Linked DNA regions of Mus musculus: region 2 is linked to region 1. The links are chromatin contacts, called in public promoter capture Hi-C maps. All regions are on one chromosome and are shown on one strand. Each heading gives the region's core, a stretch centred on a gene start, on an enhancer-like site or on the middle of the called end of the contact. The rest is flanking DNA. Distances are from core to core; before and after follow the strand shown.

Region 1 (4,174 bases), core at 1,034-3,533:
GCCCCTTGGAAGAGCAAGAAGTGCTCTTAACTCCAGCCCCAAGCTTCGGCCACATGGGCGAACATGTCTCTGTCCCCACTGACGCGGGCCCTGCCCTCCGTGACATGTCCACCCTCCCCGGTCCTCCCTGCCTGCTTTCCTCATCCACCTGGTGTGTGTTCCCACCTCCAAACCTCTCCGTGCTGTGCCCAGAGTGTTCTCATCTCCAAACTAGATGGATGCAAACTGCCAGTTCTGTGTATCCCCCTGAGCGCTGGCTTCACTTGCAGGGACCCTGCCATGTCTCCATGCCCGGCAGCCAGCGGGCGCCCGGCTTGTGACATAAAGACTCGTGTTGGCCCAGGGTCTCTGGCCTGGCCCTTGGTTGTTCAGCTCCGGATCTTCCAGGCCCTGTGTGCCGCCCATGCCTCCTGAACCATTGGCAGGCCCTTCAAGACGAGACCAAGACTGGCAGGAAGTGTGTGGACAGTTGGTGCCGTCGTGTCCGTCTGCCTTGCCTGGGAATGCCTTGGCTGTCAAGTGCCAGGAACATGGGTCGGCCGCGGTGCCTCCAACGTCGCGAGGCGTATGTGTTGTAGCCGTTCTCCTCGATGCGCTCCCGGAACCTACAGTCCACAGAGTAGACCCGCTGCAGGGCGGGTGCGTGAGACTGGCTGTCTGCACCACTGACCATTGCCACCCAGTAGCTGCCCACCGCCAGTCACTCACCGACCCATAGAGGCGGCCCCTGCGATTCATGGCCACATAGAAGCCTGAGTACACAGCTTTGATCACCACAGTGCCCACACGGACAGAACGGATCTCCACTATACCTGAGTGGAGACAGGAGTAGATGGTCAGGCAGCAGCCACATGTGGGCTCTTCAGTTCCCATCACCACTGGGTCTCCAAGCCCAGCTGGCATGGAGCCTGGAGACTAAGGAGCACAGGCTGGCCAGAAAAGACCAGGCCATGCTTAAGCACCGGCTGTATGCCCTCTGTTTCATGGAGCTTAAGCACCGGCTGTATGCCCTCTGTTTCATGGAGCCTACACAACCCAGGGGACGGGGTGCCAACTGTACCTACTTCCAGAAGGGAAACTGAGGCCTGGGATTGGAAGAGCCAGCTTTGGACTTCATCTGTCTGCTCAACCCCCTGTGACCATCTCTGGCAAGCCCTAGCTGGCTGGGAGTCTGAGCTTTCCTCTAGGAAGGGGGTTCAGGGAAGGCTTGAATCCCACCACAGGCCTCTGGGCCCAGACTGTCTTTGGAAACTTGAGGCCTCATGCTGGGGACATCAGCCACACCATTCTTCCACCATCCCTTCCTGCTCTGAAAGAAGTACATTTGCTTCACCCCAGGGGGGACCGTCTGCACCTGCCATCTTGGTTCACAATGCATGCTCTTGGCCAGTACCACACAGGAACTACCAAGTTAAGGAGGGAAGAGCCCCATCCCCACAGAGCCTTTCATCTGTCACCCCCGTCCCTATCCAGGTGGGATCTAAATTTCAGACATACCGAAGGGCCAGGTCACTCAGCTGGGCCTCTTCCTCAGCCTGGGGCCACCCCGCCTGGCTGTGCTACCATGGATGGACCTGCCCAGCCAGTCCCCTGTCATAGCCCTTGTCCTCTGTGGCCTAATGAGGGCCTTGGAACCCAGATGAAAGCCACTGGGATGGGCAGTGCCCTGTCACCTGCTCAGGGCTGAGCTCAAACCCTCCCAGTAACTCTGCCAGAGTTTAGCACCAGAGAAGCTGGCTGTGGCCTCCCCATCACCCCCAGCTTCCTCCTCACAATGGCCTCTCTTTTTGCCACATACATGCCACAGGCACTTATGGAAGGCCTTCTGTATGCAAAGCAGGGCTCACTCCCTTTCTGGTCTCTTAGCAGGACCTTGAGATCAGGGCATCCCATCTTACCTCATTTGCCAAATAGTGATGTCTGGGAACAGAGGGAACCCCAATTCAGGCAGGTCACAATCCCAGGAGAAGCAATCTCCCTTCATCAGTTTGCCCTGTAAGTAGGCCACTGACCCCACCCAGCAACTCCTGCTCTGCTTAGGAGCCCACGGGATGCAGTGCCCATCTCCTGCTGCCCCAGCACTCACTGTCCTGGCCGTGCCGCCAACGCGTCCCCTGCACCCGACCACCAAGGTCCACACGCAGGAAAAAGTGAGTGGAGGAGAAGAGGCGGCGCCAGCGCACGTCGCCCTCCAGATGCGGGTACCCTCCCGGAGCGCCCGGTGCCCGCGCCAACAGCAGCCAGGCTAGGCCCAGCCAGAGGCGGCTGCGCATCCCGACCTGTGCCGGACAGCGCGCGGTGTTCCAGCTGCACGGTCGGGGGCGGGGTTAGGGCAGCTGCCGTCCAATGGACGCGTGGGGGCGGGGCCTCGACTCCAATTGCGGGTTCTGTGGGCTCCTGGTTGTCCCTAGTCCGGTTGTCACCAAGGGGGGCGGGTACAGGTGCAGGGCTGGAGAGAGATACAGACTAGAGACTGAAGAGTGAGATTACAGAGGAACAGAGATTGGAGACAAGGAGCCCAGAGATGGAGAGACCAGAGATACCAGAAACAGAAGACAGAGTAAACAGAGAAGGAACAGAGGTGAAGGAAAACCAGACCAGAGATAGACTGAAACCAGAGAGACAGAAGGAAGGGAAAACAAAGAAACAGAGACAAAAGACAAAGATAGGAGACAGAGATGTACAGACAGAGACAGTGAGAGACAGAGACAGGTGGCAATGAGGTATGCTCGATTTCAAAAGGTGTCAATTGTAGTGACAATTTTGGAAATTTGTGGGGATTTTTGTTTTTTGGGTTTTGGTTTTTCGAAACAGGGTCTCTCTGTAGCCCTGGCTGTCCTGGAACTCACTCTGTAGACCAGGGTAGCCTCGAACTCAGAAATCTGCATGCCTCTGCCATCCAAGTGCTGGGACTAAAGCGTGCGCCACCACTGCCCCACTTGGTTTCTTTTTAAAACACAGAAATATTACAAGAATGTGTTTTTGTTTTAACCCCAGGTGTGGGGTGTGGGGCTGCTTTGAACTGTCCACAGCAGCTGACTATGATTTGCCTCATGCTCTAGCAGAGGCGTGGTTTTGCCAGCTGCAGGTAGTTTCTGAGATTGAATGACATTTGGAATGCTGGGAACTTGTCAGAGGGTATATAAATGTTAGTACCCAGCCAGGTGGTAATGGTGGTGCATGCCTTTAGTCCCAGCACTTGGGGAAGCAGAGGCAGGTAGATCTCTGTGAGTTCAAGGCCTGTTCTACAGTGCAAACACTGGGACAGTCAGGGCTACACAGAGAAACCCTATCTTGAAAACCCAGCTAAACAAACAAACAAATAAATAAATGCTAGAGCCTGCATAGGTTGGTTGTTGGTTGTTCAGGGGGCTTGGCTGCAGTCTGTTAGTAGTTATGGTCAAAGAAGAAACAAGAAGAAAGAAATTAGATTCTCCTCCCCCTCCCTGTCCTTCTTTCTCTCTTATCTAGTGACAGGGTGGTGAGACTTGGGGGCTGGATAAAGAGTGGGAAAAAAGAACCCACAAAGTAGCAAAAATGGGCTACACCTGGTGCTTCAACAAGGGGCTTGAAAGGTAAGGATAAAAGTGGGAAATCTGACTTCAATTGCCCATAGAGGAAATGGCAGGGGGTGAAGGAATGGATTGTGTTTTTCAAGACACCAGCAAAAATGTATTGGTGTTGTTACTACTGGAATATCCCATGCCTTGCTCCCAGAGGAGATTTTCTGTTTTGTTTTGTTTTGTTTTCCTTTTATTCTTCGTATGTTCTGTTTTGAAAAAAAAGTTGGAAGAACAGCTGAGCAGTTGGGAAAATTGCAGGTGGAAATGGAGGGGCCTGAGAAACAGCAGCAACAACAACAACAAATGGCTGAAATGGAAAAACAAAGGGGTCGCTGGAGAGTGCAGCTGGAGAGGGTGAGGGTGGAGGTGGAAGGGCTTGGGAAGTGAGGAGCACCAGAAAGAGAGAAGGAAAAGGCTCAGTCTGGGTGACTGAGAAAGAGAGCGGGCAGGCTTTTCCTGCAGGCGAAAAGGGGAAAAACTTCTCCAGAGGAAGGTTGGGTCAGATGAAAGCTGGAAAAGCAGGAAGACAGGCTGATGAAACAGCCCCTTGGGAAAGAAAGCGTTAATCTGGAACGACTTGCCAGAGTTAGGGAAGGGGTGGGCTGGGGTTA
Region 2 (4,174 bases), core at 1,199-3,698, 1.3 Mb before region 1:
ACAGTCAAAAGCAGAGAGACAAACGCAGTGTCTTTCCCAGCCTGTTTTCCTTCAGCATCTCTTTTCCTGGGGATGGTGCCACCCACAATGGGCGGGGCCTTCTCATGTCACTTATGTTTGGTTTTTTGTTTTTTGTTTTTTGTTTTCCCCTGAGACAGGGTTTCGATGTATAGCCCTGGCTGTCCTGGAACTCACTTTGTAGACCAGGCTGGCCTTGAACTCAGAAGTCCTTGTGCCTCTGCCTCCCAAACGCTGGGATTAAAGGTGTGCCACCAAGCCTGGTGTCACTTATGTTTAATCAAGGTCACCCCCACAAGCAGACCAACTTCATCTAGGCACTTCATGGAGACTCTTGCTAAGCGATTCTCGGTTGTGTCAATTCGATAGTTAAAACTAATCTGATGAGATAAAGATCAGAAATCACAGGTTGTAAGAGGGTTTCATTATGTCAGTACCCTTTCCCTGTAAAGGGAATTTTTGGCAAGATTTCTAGAAAACAGTATGTTTTCACCCTGGAAAGAAGAAAAGTCTTAAAGAGTTGGTAATTGCCCTGGAATTCTCTGATAGAGAATGGCATCAGTTCCTGTGAAGGTGGCAACATCTTCTCTCCTCTCACGTCCCTCACAGCTTTTCTATCCTGACTTATTGCACACCTCACATCCCTAACCAACCCAGGACACTAAGTTTGGTAATTATAACTACGCCATGTCAAAGGTGGGGTGTGTGCAGAGGATTGGCAGGATCACAGCATATCATATCAGCACTTGGACACTGATGCAGGGGGATGGACAGAGTTCTTGCTTTTCTTTTCTGCTTCCAAGACAGGGTTTCTCTGTGTGGCCCTGGCTGTCCTGGAACTCACAGAGATCCTCCTGCCTCTGCCTACTGAGCGCTGGGATTACAGGCCTGTGCCACCATGGCCCACCTGGAATTCCATAAATTTAAGGTCAACCTGAGCTACATAGTAAGACATGGTAAAATGAAAATAGGAGAGATAGTTCAATGGTTAAGAGTACATATTGCAAACTGGGTAGTGCAGTTTTAGCCCAACCTTGCCTACGGTATGAGACCCTGTCTCAAAGAAAATAAAAAAAGTAGAGTACATACAGCTTTTGCAGAGGGCCTGAATTGCACTGCACCCAACTCTAGCCTTGGGGATTCCATGCCCTCTTCTGATTTTTATAGGCACTGTATTCCCATGCAGACACCCACACATAGACATCCACATAATTCAAAAGTAAAGATAAGTTGGTTTTATTTATTTTTATTTATTAATTTTTTTTTTGGTTTTTCGAGACAGGGTTTCTCTGTATAGCCCTGGCTGTCCTGGAACTCACTTTGTAGAGCAGGCTGGCCTGGAACTCAGAAATCTGCCTGCCTCTGGCTCCCGAGTGCTGGGATTAAAGGCGTGCGCTACCACGCCCGACCTGTTTTTATTTTTATTTTTATTTTTTTATTTATTTTTGGTTTTTTGAGACAGGGTTTCTCTGTGTAGCCCTGGCTGTCCTGGAACTCGCTCTGTAGACCAGGCTGGCCTCGAACTCATCCCGAGTGCTGGGATTAAAGGCGTGGGCCACCACGCCCGGCTCCTGTTTTTATTTTTTGAGACAGGTTTTTCTGTGTAGCTTTGGCTATCCTTTGTAGACAAGGCTTGCCTCAAACTCACCGCGATTCCCCCGCCTCTCCAGTGCTGAGATTAAAGGCGAGCACCACCACTGTCTGGCTGCTAATCTTTGTTTTTCTTTTAGGCATCAGAAAGAAGTTGGGGTGTGCAAAAGATAAGTTTGTAAATAGGTTTTAAATATAAAAATAAGTGAAGTAGATTGTTTAGTGGTTAATCACACTTACTGCTTTCACAGAAAGTGGGATATGCCAGTTTCCAAGATGGGCGAAGTGGATGAAGAGTTCCGGGCCAGGCTGGGCTCGTAGTATTGTCATTTTAAAAAAAGGAAAAAGAAAAAAAAAATTACGAAAACAGGGGGCTGGTGAGATGGCTCAGCAGGTAAGAGCACTGACTGCTCTTCCAAAGGTCCTGAGTTCAAATCCCAGCAACCACATGGTGGCTCACAACCATCCACAATGAGATCCGATGCCCTCTTCTGGTGTGTCTGAAGACAGCTACAGTGTACCTACATATAAAAATAAATAAATCTTTAAAAAAAAAAATTACGAAAACAGAACCAAAAACTTCATAGCATCAGTTAGTGGCTTTGATTCAGATTTGTCTTGCTGAAAGCAGCTAGATCACGTGACAGACTCCATACCACGTGGTCTGCCTTGGTGCCTCAGGGGTCCGCCGCCGCCCCACCGTGCTTTAGGCCTGACCCGCTTGGTGACTGTCAGACTAACTTCCGGTTTTCCTGATGCCTCCAGAGGGCAGTTTCCATAACAACCAGCTTGTGACCCCCCTCTTCGCGTGACGTCACTTCTGTTTTAGAGCGAAGGGTGCACTTGAGCGCATGCGCAAAAGGAAACCTACACAGGAAATGGTTTTTTTCTGCGCAGGCGTCTTGGTCCTGAGGGCGGAGCTTGGCTGCGCCGCGGTGCGCAGGCGCAGCCGTCGGTGGGTCGGGTCTTCGGTCGACTGAGAGGTGAGGCTGGGGGCTCCGCCGTGCCCCGTATGGGCGTCGGGGGTCTGTGGGTTTAGCTTCGCTGTGCTCGGGAGCCCCTGGGACAAAGGTGGCTTGTGATCCGGACTTCTGCTCTCTTCGGGGTCACGTGAGCGGGCGGCGCAGAGAGGAAACTGAGGCAGACAGCGTCCCAACCCACCCCCACCCCTCGTCGCTTTTTCTCACGAAAAGGTCAGCGTTTAGGTGTGTGTGGGGCGGATCTCAGTTTTCTCGGGGCCCCTAAGGTCTAAGACCCTCTTACATTGCCATTCCTCACCCTGGTGACCTTGCTTAGCCTGTTGCCTGCCCACAGCCTCAGTTTTCCTCTTCTGTACAATGGACGTTGTCACCATTGTCTGAGCAGTTGTGGGTGCTCCTTCCCATTGGGAGGGTGTGTTTGATTTTGGTGCCAAAGGTAGGTAGTGTGTGGGTTTGAAGGGCAGAGGGCCAGCTGTGCATGCTAGGGCAAATAGCTTGACCTCTCTGAGGAGGAGTTTTCTTAAAACAATGGTAAGGCAGGTGTGCTGACACATGGGCAGAGGCAGGAGTATCGTGGGACTTCCATGCTAGCAAGGACTACATACTTTGTCTCAGAAAACGAAACAACCAAAAGCAAAGACTCGAGCAAATAGTCTAGAACTTTGGTCCACAACCTATAATCCAGTCTTTCAATTGAGAGGGGGAGACAGCTGGATCGCGGGGAGTGAGTTCAGGCCCAGCCTTGGATACCTAACACGGTGGAGGTAGCTGGACCACAACGTGAGACCCTGTCTGAAAATGAAATCGACATAATTAATAGTTTGTTTGTTTTGAGACAAAGTCTTTATCTGTCTCTGGCTGTCCTGGAACTCACTATGTGAGCCAGGCTGGCCTCAGCGCCACCTCTGCCAGGACTGTAGGTGCCACCACCTCATCTGGCATCATAATTAACGTAAAAAGGATGTCAGTCTGGGCCCGTTTAGTTGTAAGCTGGGCTTGCTGGCTGTCATCCCAGCTTGTAGGAGGCTGAATCGGGAGGATGGAAGTGAAGTTCAAGGCTATGTTGGGCTACATGGTGAAATCCTCTTGTCTCAAAAGCCAGGTTGTAGTGGTGTCCGACTTTGATCCCAGCACTCAGGAGGCAGAGGCAGGAGGAGCTCTCAGAGTTCGAGGCCAGCCTCTGGTCTACAGAATGAGTTCCAGGACAGCCAGGTTGCAGAGTGAGACCCTGTCCTGAAAAACCAAAACCAAAAATGAAATGTTAGCAACAACAAAAACAAAGAAAGTCAGTTGAAATTGTTATGTCTCTGTGTCTGTCACCTGGACATTAATTGTCCTAAGGTCCATTAGCAGAGGTCTGTTAGCCTCTGTGGTGGCTGGTGAAGGCACACGTTCCCCACCAGTTGATTGAGATGACTTTCCTGTTTTGTCCCTCTGTGGTCATTTATTTGATCAGTCTTTCCTTTTATTGGTCATTCTCATCCACAGGGACAGTGTATGGGGATGTTTGTGATCGGTGTGACTGAAGGGGCTTCTGATGTGACACTGACACTGGGTGGGGGTCAGGAACATTGCCCACAGAACAG

The links. Promoter capture Hi-C pulls out the DNA fragments that hold promoters and counts their contacts.
Region 2: a promoter capture Hi-C map of liver shows a contact between it and region 1, with 4 times the contacts expected there. The contact joins the promoter of Sgta here to the promoter of Fgf22 in region 1. A contact is called at or near these places in 3 of 39 promoter capture datasets (liver and pre-B cells).

What each region holds. Positions count from the first base shown.
Region 1 is chr10:79,753,218-79,757,391 of GRCm38.p6, reverse strand. Fgf22 (fibroblast growth factor 22) reads right to left here and starts at 2,283. Exons shown (of 3, transcript NM_023304.2): 1 at 2,087-2,283; 2 at 709-812; 3 at 1-628. The coding sequence starts at 2,273. The coding sequence ends at 431.
Region 2 is chr10:81,058,545-81,062,718 of GRCm38.p6, reverse strand. Sgta (small glutamine-rich tetratricopeptide repeat (TPR)-containing, alpha) reads left to right here and starts at 2,448. Exons shown (of 12, transcript NM_001358550.1): 1 at 2,448-2,591.